Regions from separate parts of the Mus musculus genome. Here region 2 is linked to region 1. Evidence: chromatin contacts called from public promoter capture Hi-C data. All regions are on one chromosome and are shown on one strand. The core of a region is the stretch at or near the end of the contact, and the rest is flanking DNA. Distances in the headings are between cores, read along the strand shown. Region 1 holds the start of Megf6 (multiple EGF-like-domains 6). Region 2 holds the start of Faap20 (Fanconi anemia core complex associated protein 20).

Evidence for each region. Promoter capture Hi-C pulls out the DNA fragments that hold promoters and counts their contacts.
Region 2: a promoter capture Hi-C map of stem cell-derived epiblast-like cells shows a contact between it and region 1, with 4 times the contacts expected there. The contact joins the promoter of Faap20 here to the promoter of Megf6 in region 1. A contact is called at or near these places in 1 of 39 promoter capture datasets (stem cell-derived epiblast-like cells) and 1 of 115 datasets of contacts at active chromatin or transcription factors (large pre-B cells).

Annotation. Positions count from the first base shown.
Region 1 is chr4:154,167,859-154,173,553 of GRCm38.p6, reverse strand. Megf6 (multiple EGF-like-domains 6) reads right to left here and starts at 2,841. Exons shown (of 37, transcript NM_001162977.1): 1 at 2,412-2,841. The coding sequence starts at 2,530.
Region 2 is chr4:155,246,605-155,252,299 of GRCm38.p6, reverse strand. Faap20 (Fanconi anemia core complex associated protein 20) reads right to left here and starts at 2,334. Exons shown (of 4, transcript NM_001190445.1): 1 at 2,238-2,334; 2 at 1,650-1,794; 3 at 1,264-1,544. The coding sequence starts at 2,299.

The DNA of each region.
Region 1 (5,695 bases), core at 1,592-4,091:
CCCAGCACTGGGTTTCTCAGCCTAGCTGCCCAAAGGGGCTCCAGACTGGGGGAAGCCCTGTGCTTTGAAGCTGTATGTGAACAAGCGGCTGGCGCAGCCTCAAGCAGAGCTGGTCGGAGCTTCAACACATGGGCAACCTCTCTCCATCCTCCACAGGGCTGCAGGGAAGCCCTTAAGGAGTGATGCCAACCCTACGCTGTTCAGCAATCATTCCCACCCCAGCTGAAGCAGGCAGGTCATACTTCCTCCAAGCTGAAAAGTCACTTAGAGGCAAAAAATAAGTAGGTGGCCATGCTCCACCCACTGACTCTGAGCACCTGTGGTCAGCAGCAGCCAGAGAATCACCCACGCTGTTCCAGCAGACTCATGGGGGTCTACGGGGCACCTGGGATGGGAGTGAGAGCTGCTCTAGAGCCCACAGAGGCCCATGGCTTGCACACCAACTGTAGGGGGCCGTGGGCAGGAGGGCAAAGTACTGTGAAAACTCTGCAGTTATCAGTTCAGGAAAACTGGCCAAAGAGGTGCGGCAGCTGTGCCAGGCCCTGCCAGCTCATCAGAACTCCCCAGGAGAGAAAGGCAGCAGGGCAGAGAGGATCAGCCAAGAAGTATTTCCTAGGGTCCTCGGCTGCCTTCCCAGAACCCCTCCCCTGCTCCTCCAAGGAACTAAGAGCAAACCTGCGAGGTCACCTCTAAAAGCTGGTTCTCATGGCTTCCACCTGCTGTGCATGTGTTCAGCAAATTAAGCAGCCCCTCCTACAAAGCCCACGGAGATAAATCACCACTGGTCTGGCCAAATGAAACTGCCTCGATGGCCCAGCCAGCTAGAGCCCATGTGCAGATGCCCAAGAGATGTAGGTCTGGGGAAGAGAGCCAGGGTTTTAGCCCAACCTGGAACTCAGACCCACCCAAAGTGGACAATCTGAGAACACAGGTTTATTGGGACACAGAAGAGCCAGCAAGTGGATGCACAGGCTGCAGAGATGCAGCCACTTCTGCAGGAAGAAGGGAAGGCAGTCTCTGGAAATTGCATCAAGAGGAAGAAGAGTCAGGCTCTCCCGCTACCCATTCACAGCTAATTCCAACAGCTTTTTTAACAGCTAAAGGCTTCCTGGGCCCAGGTGAGCAGGACACAGGCAGCAAGCCCTTGGCTCCACTCCCAGGGAGATCAGCAGGAACGGACAGAGCAGGGTGGGGAACCCATAAAGGGCCAGCAACAGTTTCCACTCGTGCCAGATTGCATCCACCCAACCTCGGGAAGACCGTGTCTGCAGCCCCTCTCAACCATGAAAGAGACAGGCAGGCTGGCAGCCCTAGCCCACCACGCTTAGTGCAATAATCATTCTAGGACCGAAGCTCCCTAGGAACAAACTCAGTTAAGAGGAAGGAGCAGCGGAAGTCGGGGACATAGGTTGCTTCTGTTCATAGACGAGAGGACCCCAACTCAGATCCAGCTCTTTTTTGTAATGGCCACAAAGACCAAAGCAAGACCCAGGGAGGAGGTCCCGAGGGCACCTGTCCCAGTAGGAAGCTTGTCCTCTCATTCCCCAGGGAATCATGACACTGTCCTCACGGCCAGGTACATAGTGGACCGGTCAGTGCCAGCCCTGGACAGAAGCAGCAAGTCTCCTCTGTGGGTGAGAAGATGCCCGAACTGGCAGAATGGAAGCCCCAACCAGGGCCTGAAGGGTCCCTGGTCCACTCCCCGTGCCGCCCCAGCAGCCTTGCCAAGTTTACAAGGCTCCACCTTGCACCCTGCGGGGAAGGGCTGGTGAGGGGGGGCAGGCCTCTCATCTGTACATCCACTCTCAGTCTCACTTCGCACCAGTTTTCCTTTGAGGCCAACAGAGGGGGATCGCTTTGCAGTTTAAGAGAGACCGCTAACCGGCCTGTTGGGGAATCATCTTTCAAAATTAAATCCGTCGCCGCTGGCTCCCTGACCCTCTCTTCCTGCCCATTCTAGTACTGAATTCCTTCTCCCGAGGCCCCAGAGCGCACGTGTTTAACACACAAAACAGTGCTGGCAGCCCCCTCTGGGCACCCCCGCCCCTGCGCAGGCCCTCGGACCCCAGGAGACTAGCTTGGGGAGGAAGTGGGACCAGGCTGCTTCCTCTCGGCCGCCTCCAAGCTGGCTCCCCAGCTGGACCCTGCGCCGCAGGGGCTTGGATTCCTCACCTCTCCGGAGTTCGGCATCCGTCTAAGTCTGCAGGACCCTTGCTGCAGGGGCGGGAACCCGGAGGCTATGGGCCCTGCGGCAGACTCGAGGGCACCAAATCCAGTCCGGGACCCCGGGTCTAGACCATCCCCTCCTCAGTTAAAGCAAAGAGCCCATTGTTTGTGGCCCCAGGGACAAAGCCCCGAGTTCTGTCCGGGTCAGCTTCGCCGCCAGGAGCCTCACGACTCGCGCTACTCACATGCTCGGCTGCAGCGGGCGCGGGGGTAGCGGCTGGGAGGCTGCAGGCACGGCGGGGAGCAGCAGCAGCGTCAGGGCCACCACGCGCCAAGACGCCCTCGCCTCCACCCCGACAGGCATAGTGCGCGCGGTCGCGCTCCCACTCGGTCCTGGGATCTTCGACTCACAGGCGGCCCTTACGGCCAGTAGACGCTGTCTTCACGGGCGCCATACCCCCAGAGGACAGCGGAGCACCACAACCCAGTCGCGCCAGGTGCGGGGCGCGAGGTTCCCGCAGGTGCAGATGGGACAGTTGCCCGGACCTCCGAGACCTTCGCGCTCGGTTCGGCGCGGCCAGACACTTGCCAGGAGTGATGGAGAGCAAACTCGGAGCGGGACGCAGCAGACGTCAGGCCCGCCCGCCGCACGCCCCCCGGCCCGACCCCAGCCCCCTCTTTCCCGACCCCGCTCCCGCCCCTTTTGGCCCCACCCCCAGCCCAAGCCACGCCCGTTCCGCCTTCGGCCCCGCCCAGACAATCCCAATAGGGAGAGCCCACTTCCAGCCCCGCTTCAGCCCCTCCCCTCTCCGGCTCCTGGTCCTACCTTTAAGGCTAAGCTCGCTTCCCAGTACTTTCCCCTAAAGCTTTCCAATTTCACTTGCGCTCCCTCTCTCTGCAACCGAGAGTCCCAGGTCTGACCCCAACCAAGTGAACAATTCTGTCGAGTCTGCGCGGTCCATACTTCGTAAACACCGCTCTATCCAGATCTGAGACCTCTGCAAGCGCACCCTTGGATTCTTGGAGTTGCAGTCACCTTCCCTTGGCCCCTCGTCCGCGCGCCCGCCACCGCTGTCCCAGAAGCAGGGAGGGATAGTAGAGCGGGAGGTAGAGGGGGGGACAGCCTCTGAGTGCCTCTGGGCACTTCCTTTGGGTACTGACTTTATTAGGTAACACACCACCCTCTGGGCTTTCGTATTCCCAGTTCTGTACTGAGTGCTTTGGGACGGTAGCATGGGGTGGAGTGGGCGTGTAGGTCCCACTAGGCACCTGCATAGGGGTCTAGGAGGTGAGGCGACTCCCTGCACCAGGTATTTATTGTCTTTTAAGCCTGGCTTTGATTTGATTTGACTTTCTCCGCGGTTAGGGGCAGACTGACCAGCGCTGTACGTGGCATCTCTTAGTCCAGGACTTATCAAACACTCAGAGGGGCTCTTTGTGAAGCTGAGCTGGGAGAGTCCCATGAGGGTATGGTAGCGGACCTCACTAGTTGCAGATAGTTGTGTGAGGATCAGCTCCTCCTTGTCCTACTGGAGAGGTGTGCCTGCCCTTTTACATGATGGGTGGACCCAGCCTGCCCTCTTCCACCATCCCTGAGGAGTGCGGTAGGTGTTCCAGCCTCCTCTTCCCCTGAAGCAAGTGCTTGAGGGGGCCTCTGGCTGGGGGACCTGGAAATGCCGCTGCAAAAGTTCGCATTTCAAAAGACTGTGGGTCTCATTACTGGGCAGGTGCTGTCAGCTTAGACCTGCTGCTGGCCCAGATGCGGAACCGAGGGCAAGGAAGGGAGTGGAGTGAGTTTAGAAAACTCAGGTTTCAGATCTGAGCAGTAAACATAGAGGAGTATAACCTCAGGGGAAATAGAGAAGGGAGGGAAGTAAGGAAGGAGGGAGGGAGAGATGGATAGACAGACAGATTCTGGAGGGCAATGGGTCCTGGAACTTGCCACCTGATGCCCCAAACAGGACCCCAGTTTGCCCTGCATTGTTGTGCTGGGACTCACCCTTCTGCTCAAACCCATCACCAGACCCTCCCTGGATCTCAGTAGCAGAGGCTGACCCGAGCCCTCTGGGGGACTCCCAATGTCTGCACCCAGGAATTCATCTCATATCCCTCCTCAGCCAGGGGCCCACCACTGTGGAGAAGTACAGGAACTGTACACTGGGCCCAGGCGCTTAAGCTTGCTCCTCTGTACCTCTGTCTCTCCCGGCGCTGGCGTGTGTGAATGCTTGTGTGCATGAGGGATGGGGACCTGAAGAAGTTCACCACCTGCTCTGTGAAACCGTGCCCCAGGACCAGAGTCTGGAGGTGAGTGGGTGAAATTTTCTCGGCTCCTTGGGTGGGGGAGGGGGCGTGCTTTTAGTATCCCGAAACCTATGTGGGGCCCTTACTGAAGAGAGACAATACGAAGTAAAATGGCTTTGCTAATTTTACAAAGGTATGTGGCCTCCTGCGTGAATTCCTAAACCCCTTCAACTTGAAGGTTTCCTTGGGTCAGAGCTTTACTGACCCTAGGCTATTCCATCTCTGCCCATGTCCCGTCCAGGCACCAGGCCTCTGTGCCAGGTGAAGAGTCCTGGCGGGTATCAGGTGCTTCCTGTGGTTAGGTTAAGACGAGCATGTGTCTCTTAAGGTGGGTGGCGTACACATGGGCAGTGTGTGGTCTGTCCACTATCCCCGGACAGAGTCCTTGTTCCCGGGCAGGTGTGGGTAGATGAAGCATGGACCACACACTCCAAGCACCTGTCACTTAGACAGATGTTGGCTGGAGCCTCACCCCAGCCCCAGAGAGACAGACCCTTTTCCTGTCCAGTCTGGCTCCTCAGAGCATGGGTGATGGTTGAGCATCTGATTGCCCAACACAAGAGTGGAGCAGAGAGGACACTTACAGTCTGTCATTGTAATCAGGACCTGGGGATATAACTCAGTTGGTAGAGTGCCTGCCTAGCATGCTTTCCAAGGTCAAATCTCCAGCACTACACACACTTGCCCTGGCGGGGGGGGGGGGGGGGGGGGCAGGGGGCGGGGTGGGGGAGGAGTCAGGGTAAGCAGAAGTTTAATGCCATACCGGGCCAGACGAGACCTTATCTTAAAACCAGCCAAATAAACAAACAAAAATGCCCCCATAAAACTAGGAATCAAATGACAATGTATTTAATACAGTTCTGTAACTCACAGCAAGCATATTGCAACTTTACAGCTAACAAATTACGACAGCTGGTTGGACATGATTATTTCAAATTGTCTCACGGGCTGGAGTGACAGTCACAACATGGTCAACAGGGCGGCTCAATTCCACGAGGTGTGCACTCGGCTTGTCTCCCCATCACTCAGAAATAAGTGCAGGGGCGAGTCGAGGGGGAGAGCGCACTCCGGGTTCATCAAGTACTTGCATGATAATGTCCTCATGTAAACATGCCTGTGAAAATGCATAAGGCACTTGGCTCAGGAAGGTGGCTGCTTGCTCTGTTGTTCAATCTGTTGTGTGTATTTTCTCACTCGGAGTCCATCCCTGTCTGCCATTCAGGGAGAG
Region 2 (5,695 bases), core at 1,085-3,584, 1.1 Mb before region 1:
GCCAAGCTTTCATACAGCCAATTGAAAAGCACCCAGAGGATGGAGCATCCCTCTTCAATGGCCCTGTCTTCAAGTCTTTTCTTAGACACACCCAAGGACAGCACACACAAAAAGCCATCCTGGAACAAGAGGGGGGCAGGAGCCCTGACAAGATTGGGAATCTAATGGGCTCTTTGAAAACGAATTCCCCAAAAGGGTCCGAGCCCTCAGCTTCTGCCCCTGGGTAAGAAACATGGAGGTGTCCACTTTTCAAACCATACACTCTCCCATAAACAGGACCCCACTTGGAGACAGCCACAACCTGACGCAACCCAGCCCACACTCAGCATCCCCCTGTCTGAGCTTTGTGGGTAGCTGTGGCTGAGGGCTGGGCCTGGGGATCCTCCAAAATCCATAAAGGCTTGATTCTAATAAAAAGGCACATTTTGGAGGTTAGAAAGATGGCTCAGTTGGTAAAGTACCTTCTATGCAAACATTACCAATGTAAAGGTTATACGTATTCACAACCCAAGTACTGGGGGCTGGGAGAAATGGTGGAACCCGAGCCCCTCGGCTAGACACCCGAGCCAAATCAGTGAGCTCTAGGTTCAGTGAGCGATTCTCTCAAAAAAAACAAGGTGGGAAGTGTCAAGAAAAACTTGACCTGGCCTCTGTGCACATGGGTGCCTCTGTGCAAAACCCTCTGAGCATGTAGATATACTACGCAAACAATAAATATGCACATTTTTTTCTGTTTTTGTTTTTTGAGACAGGATCTCTCTACATAGAACTGGCTGTTCTGGAATTCACTATGTAGACCAGGCTGGCCTGGAGCTCAGACATCTGCCCCTCAAGAGCTGGGATTAAAGGCATATAAGCCACCACTCCCAGCTCAGCACAAATAGTTTTTTAAATCATTTGGAGGAGACTGTTGGGCTCTGAACTAGGCGCTGCCTTATGTTCTGACAGCTGCTTAATCAAGCTAACTTTGCGCTTGATTAACCAGGACTAGCAAAAAGGCTCAGCAAATAAAGGTTCCTGCTGCCAAGTCTGAGGGTCTGAGTTCAATCCCTAGGACTCGCATGGTGGAAGCTAAGAACAGATTTCAAGAAGTTGTCTTCTGACCTCCACATGCATATGTGCCATGCACACATATATGTAAATATTTATAATTTAAATTTTAGTTCTATAAACAAAAGGCCAGAGCCACATCCAGGCACTCTCTTAGCCTCCTAAGTCGGTGGACCTTACACCCTGCTAAGTCTTAAGTGATAGGACACTCACTTCGGGTCAAACGCCTTCTGGCACAACGGGCAACTCAGCAACGCAAGTGGACTCTGCACAGGCACACACTCCTGGGCGCTGGGAGTTCGACCAGAATTTAGTGCAGGGCATCCTTTCAGGGATGGAGTAGGTGACCCCAGGGAGCCTTCAGGTTCACAGAACAGGTGGCGGGAGCTTCCAGAGCCACGAAGGGCAGGTGGCAAAGGCGTCCAGGAGAAAGTCTTGGATCCCACAGTGAAGGCCTCAGGAGGCACAGTGGACTCTGGGTCAGGTAGAGACTCCTGAAAAGTAAGTCCCCATAAGGTCACAGCCACCAACACCATGACCTCCCCCAGGGCCTGAGAACTCTCTCCCAGGTCATCCTTCTTTAGTGCTTTTGGACACACCTGGCTGGGAAAAGCAGGCAGCGGTGGTAATGGCTGACGGTTCGGGGTCCAATCCGCGGTCCCGCTCACGGTGCTGCGCAACAGAGCAGCCCAGGGCTCACTCTTACTTCCCTCCGAGAGAAACCAAGGGCGGCAGTTAGGGGGCCTGGGAAGCACAGGAAGAGTCAGCCGGGGCATCCATGGTAGAGATATCGTGAAGAGTTGATTCTACAGTGAGGGGTACCAGGGCTAGGGAGCAGGTCCACAATGGGGTAATGGAGGAGGGAGTCCATAGTAAGAGACCGGGAAGGAACCTCACTTAGAAGGGTAAATGGACTCTTGGGGGAAACGGAGCCTGGGGCTGAGAAAGAAGTGGATAAATGGGCGACGTGAAGAGGGGTGGCGGAGGTGGTGGTGGGGAACAGCAGCGTTGGGGCGGAAGAAGCGACCGCGCCCCGAGAGAGGCGGAGCGCGGCTGGTAGCGAGATGCACGCGTGCGAGGAACCCCGCAGCTAGGCGGGAACATCGAGGCGTCCCCATCGCCTTCCCGGTGTCTCAGCGCCTTCCAAAGCCCCCAGGACCCCACCCTTCCGCTCTGTCCCGCCTCACCCGCCCCCCGCGGGCGGCCTCCGACGGCTCAGCCTCCCCCGCAGTCTCCGCTCCTCCTCCATCCTTCTCCAAACAGCGTCCGGCGGAAGTGAGACTTACAGCCCGGCCCGCCCTCCGACCGGGATCCGCTCCGGCGGCTTCCAGACCCCCCCCACTCTCCGCTCTGCCAAGTGCCAGCTCCCCTTTGTGGCGCTGGAAATCTAAGGCGCCGAGATCCCAACCGTTGGGAACACGAGGCTGCCGCCTTGAGGGAGAGGCGGGACAGGGCGGAGCTGCCCTCCAGTTTGCAGGGGTGCGAGATTGGGCCACTCGAGCCTGTGCAGAGCCTGGGCTCCCTTCCGTCAACACGTGCAGAGAGCTGTCAGGCTTGCCCTGCCGGTGGCACCTCCCAGACAATGCCCTGCCTCAGTTTCCAGTTCTGTAGTCTTTTTCAGGAAGGCCCCATGGATAGGACCAAATTCTCAGGCCCAGTTTTGCCAGCATCTTCTTCTTAAAGGAGGAACTGGGTTTTTCTACCAAAGAGAAGAGCAATCAAACCGCAAAGCCCAGGGGACGAAGGCTCAGAGTGAAAAACCCGGGCTTCCTACCTAACCAATATCCCGTCCTGCAATCCTGCAGCCCATCACTTGGTGGCAGCAAAAGTCCAGGCACTTTGATGTACGCATTGGGATTCGCTAGTAGCTTTCTACTTCACAGCCCCCAGGGGTCAGGGCCGTTCCAAACGCCTGTCCTGCAACCATCTGACTCGCAGACCCTTTTCCTGGGTCTTCCTCCAGTCAGAGCTTTGCACCCCATCCTTAGGTGAGATCACACACACACACACACACACACACACACACACACACACACACACCGTGTGTACTTCCAGGTTCCACATCCTGGAAGTTGTGTCTAGACCAGGGTCTGGGGATGGTTTCTGCACTAAGGTTGTCTTCTGTCTCTGCAGACTTGAAGAGGAAGAGCAAGTTTAATCTCGGAGAGCGCATGTATTTGTGCCGTATGTGTCTGGTGCCCACAGAGATTGGAAAAAGGTCTTGGACCGCCTAGAACTGTGGTTACAGACAGTTGTGAGCTACCATGTGGGTGCTAGGAAATGAACCTGAATCCTTTGCAAGAACACTGGCACAGACCTTTCATCCCAGTACCCAGGAGGCAGAGACAGGAGGATCTCTATGAGTTTGGTTTATGGAGTGAGTTCCAGGAAAGCAGGGCTATGAAGAAAGATCCTGTCTCAAACAAAACAAAACAAAAAGTTGAATTTGGGCTAGGGAGGTGACTCAGTAGGCAAAGTGTCTATGCAAGCATAAGGGCCTGAGGTCAGTTCTCAGAATTGACATGAAACCATGCAGGACAGCGCAAGTCTGGACTCCAGGTGTGCTGTGAGAGGAGAGGCAGAAACAGGAGGTTCCCCTCGCCTGAAGCTTTTGGGACTTGTGGACACAGTGCCTTCACAAGGTGGAAGGCGAGGTTGTCCTCTGACCTCCACCACGGTGTGTGTGCCCACCCTCACAACACACAGGAAGGAATTTTTAAAAAATATTTATGTATGAAAGTAATCTATCGACGGGCGTGGTGGCACACGCCTTTAAATCCCAGCACTCGGGAGGCAGAGGCAGGCGGTTTTCTGAGTTCAAGGCCAGCCTGGTCTACAAAGTGAGTTCCAGGACAGCCAGGGCTATACGGAGAAACCCTGTCTCGAAAAAACAAACCAAACCAAAACAAAACAAAACAAAAAAAACAAAATAACAAAATAACAAAAAAAAAAAGTAATCTATCTGCATGTACACCTGCATGCCAGAAGAGGGCATCAGATCCTAGTATGGATGGTTGTGAGCCACCATGTGGTTGCTGGGAACTGAACTCAGGATCTCTGGGAGAGCAGTCAGTACTCTTAACCACTGAACTATCTCTCCAGACCAGGAAATAATTAATAATAATAATAACAACAACAACATAAAAATTAAAGCCAGATGGTGGTGGTGCATGCCTTTAATCCCAGCACTCAGGAGGCAGAAACATGTGGATCTCTGTGAGTTCGAGGCCAGCCTGGTTTACAGAGCAAGTTCCAGGACAGCCAGGGCTACAAAAAGAAAAACCCTGTCTTGAAAAACAATAACAACAAAATTAAGGTTGAATTTGATGAAAATATTTTACTCTCCTGGAACTATCTGTTGTGGTGATAAGAAAGTTATTGGAAAATACTCTCTGGTTGGGATTAACCCTTGCATTTCAGAAACAACTTTTTTTTTTGAGCCAAGATTCACAACAGTTACAAAAGGATATTTCAGCCCCCCCCCCTTTTTTTGAGACAGGGTTTCTCTGTGTAGCCCCTGGCTGTCCTGGAACTCACTTTGTAGACCAGGCTGGCCTTGAACTCAGAAAACCACCTGCCTCTGCCTCCCGAGTGCTGGGATTAAAGGCGTGTGCCACCACGCCCGGCCTTATTTCAGCCCTTTGGAGGAGACACACAGTGGCACAGAAAGTGGCCCAGTGTAGGAGGCAATAAGGCTGCCTGTATCTGCCCAGTGCCCAGGTTGTGCCTACTTTCTTCTCTTAGGCTTTGCCCATCATTAGACTGAATTATCTTAGAGGAAGAGCCTAAACTCTACTCTCCAAAGCTAGTCTCAGAAGGAAAGAGGGTCTGCCAGCCAGGTTGGAGTTTTGGCATACTATTTTGTCAAGGTGGTATTAACAGAGTCCTGACTTTCTCACTAGCAAAGCTGATCCCCGGATTGGTCTCTGACATCAACAGGGGCCGATCAGTTGGTGGACTAGGTGAACCCGTCCATCATACTCCAGTTTGCGTCTGCTGGGGTCGTCCACGTCCTGCTTGGCTTCCTATATTCTCCCTGCCTTCCTGGGAACTAGGTTTACCATTCATCTACTGGACAGATGGGTCATGACAGCTCCTGTCTGTGACCAAGCCTAGAAAGGACACAGGCCTCTAGTTTTCAAGTGGGGCCTGTAGTAGGCCAGCATGCCGGGGGACATGCTCGTGCTATGCCACTCAGCTATCCCACTCTTACTGTGAGGCGGAACAGCATAGCATCTACACAGGGTACCCCAGCAATACTCACTTCACTGGCTGTACGAGGATGTCCAAGAGGCCTGGGCTGCTTCTCTGCCTGCGTGGCCTTCTGACAGCGGGCTGCATTCCCCACACCTGCTGGCCTGTGTATGCCAAGCAGGCAAGGCTGCCTGGAGCCAGGCACGGCGGCATTTATGGGGTGTGGGAGTGCCAGGCAGACAGGCTGTATGCGACAGTTGCCTGGGAAACATCGCAGGATCCGCCAGGCAGCAGAGTGGTTGTTCAGGCCCACACATGGGGTGTGGGGGCAAGGGTGTGTTGGGGGAGGGAGACGCTCAGACACTGCGGCTCCCTTACTCTACCTCTTCATGCTTCCAATTGGGGATCGTGGCCAGGAACTGCCCATGGTCAGCAGGCCAAAGCCAAGCTG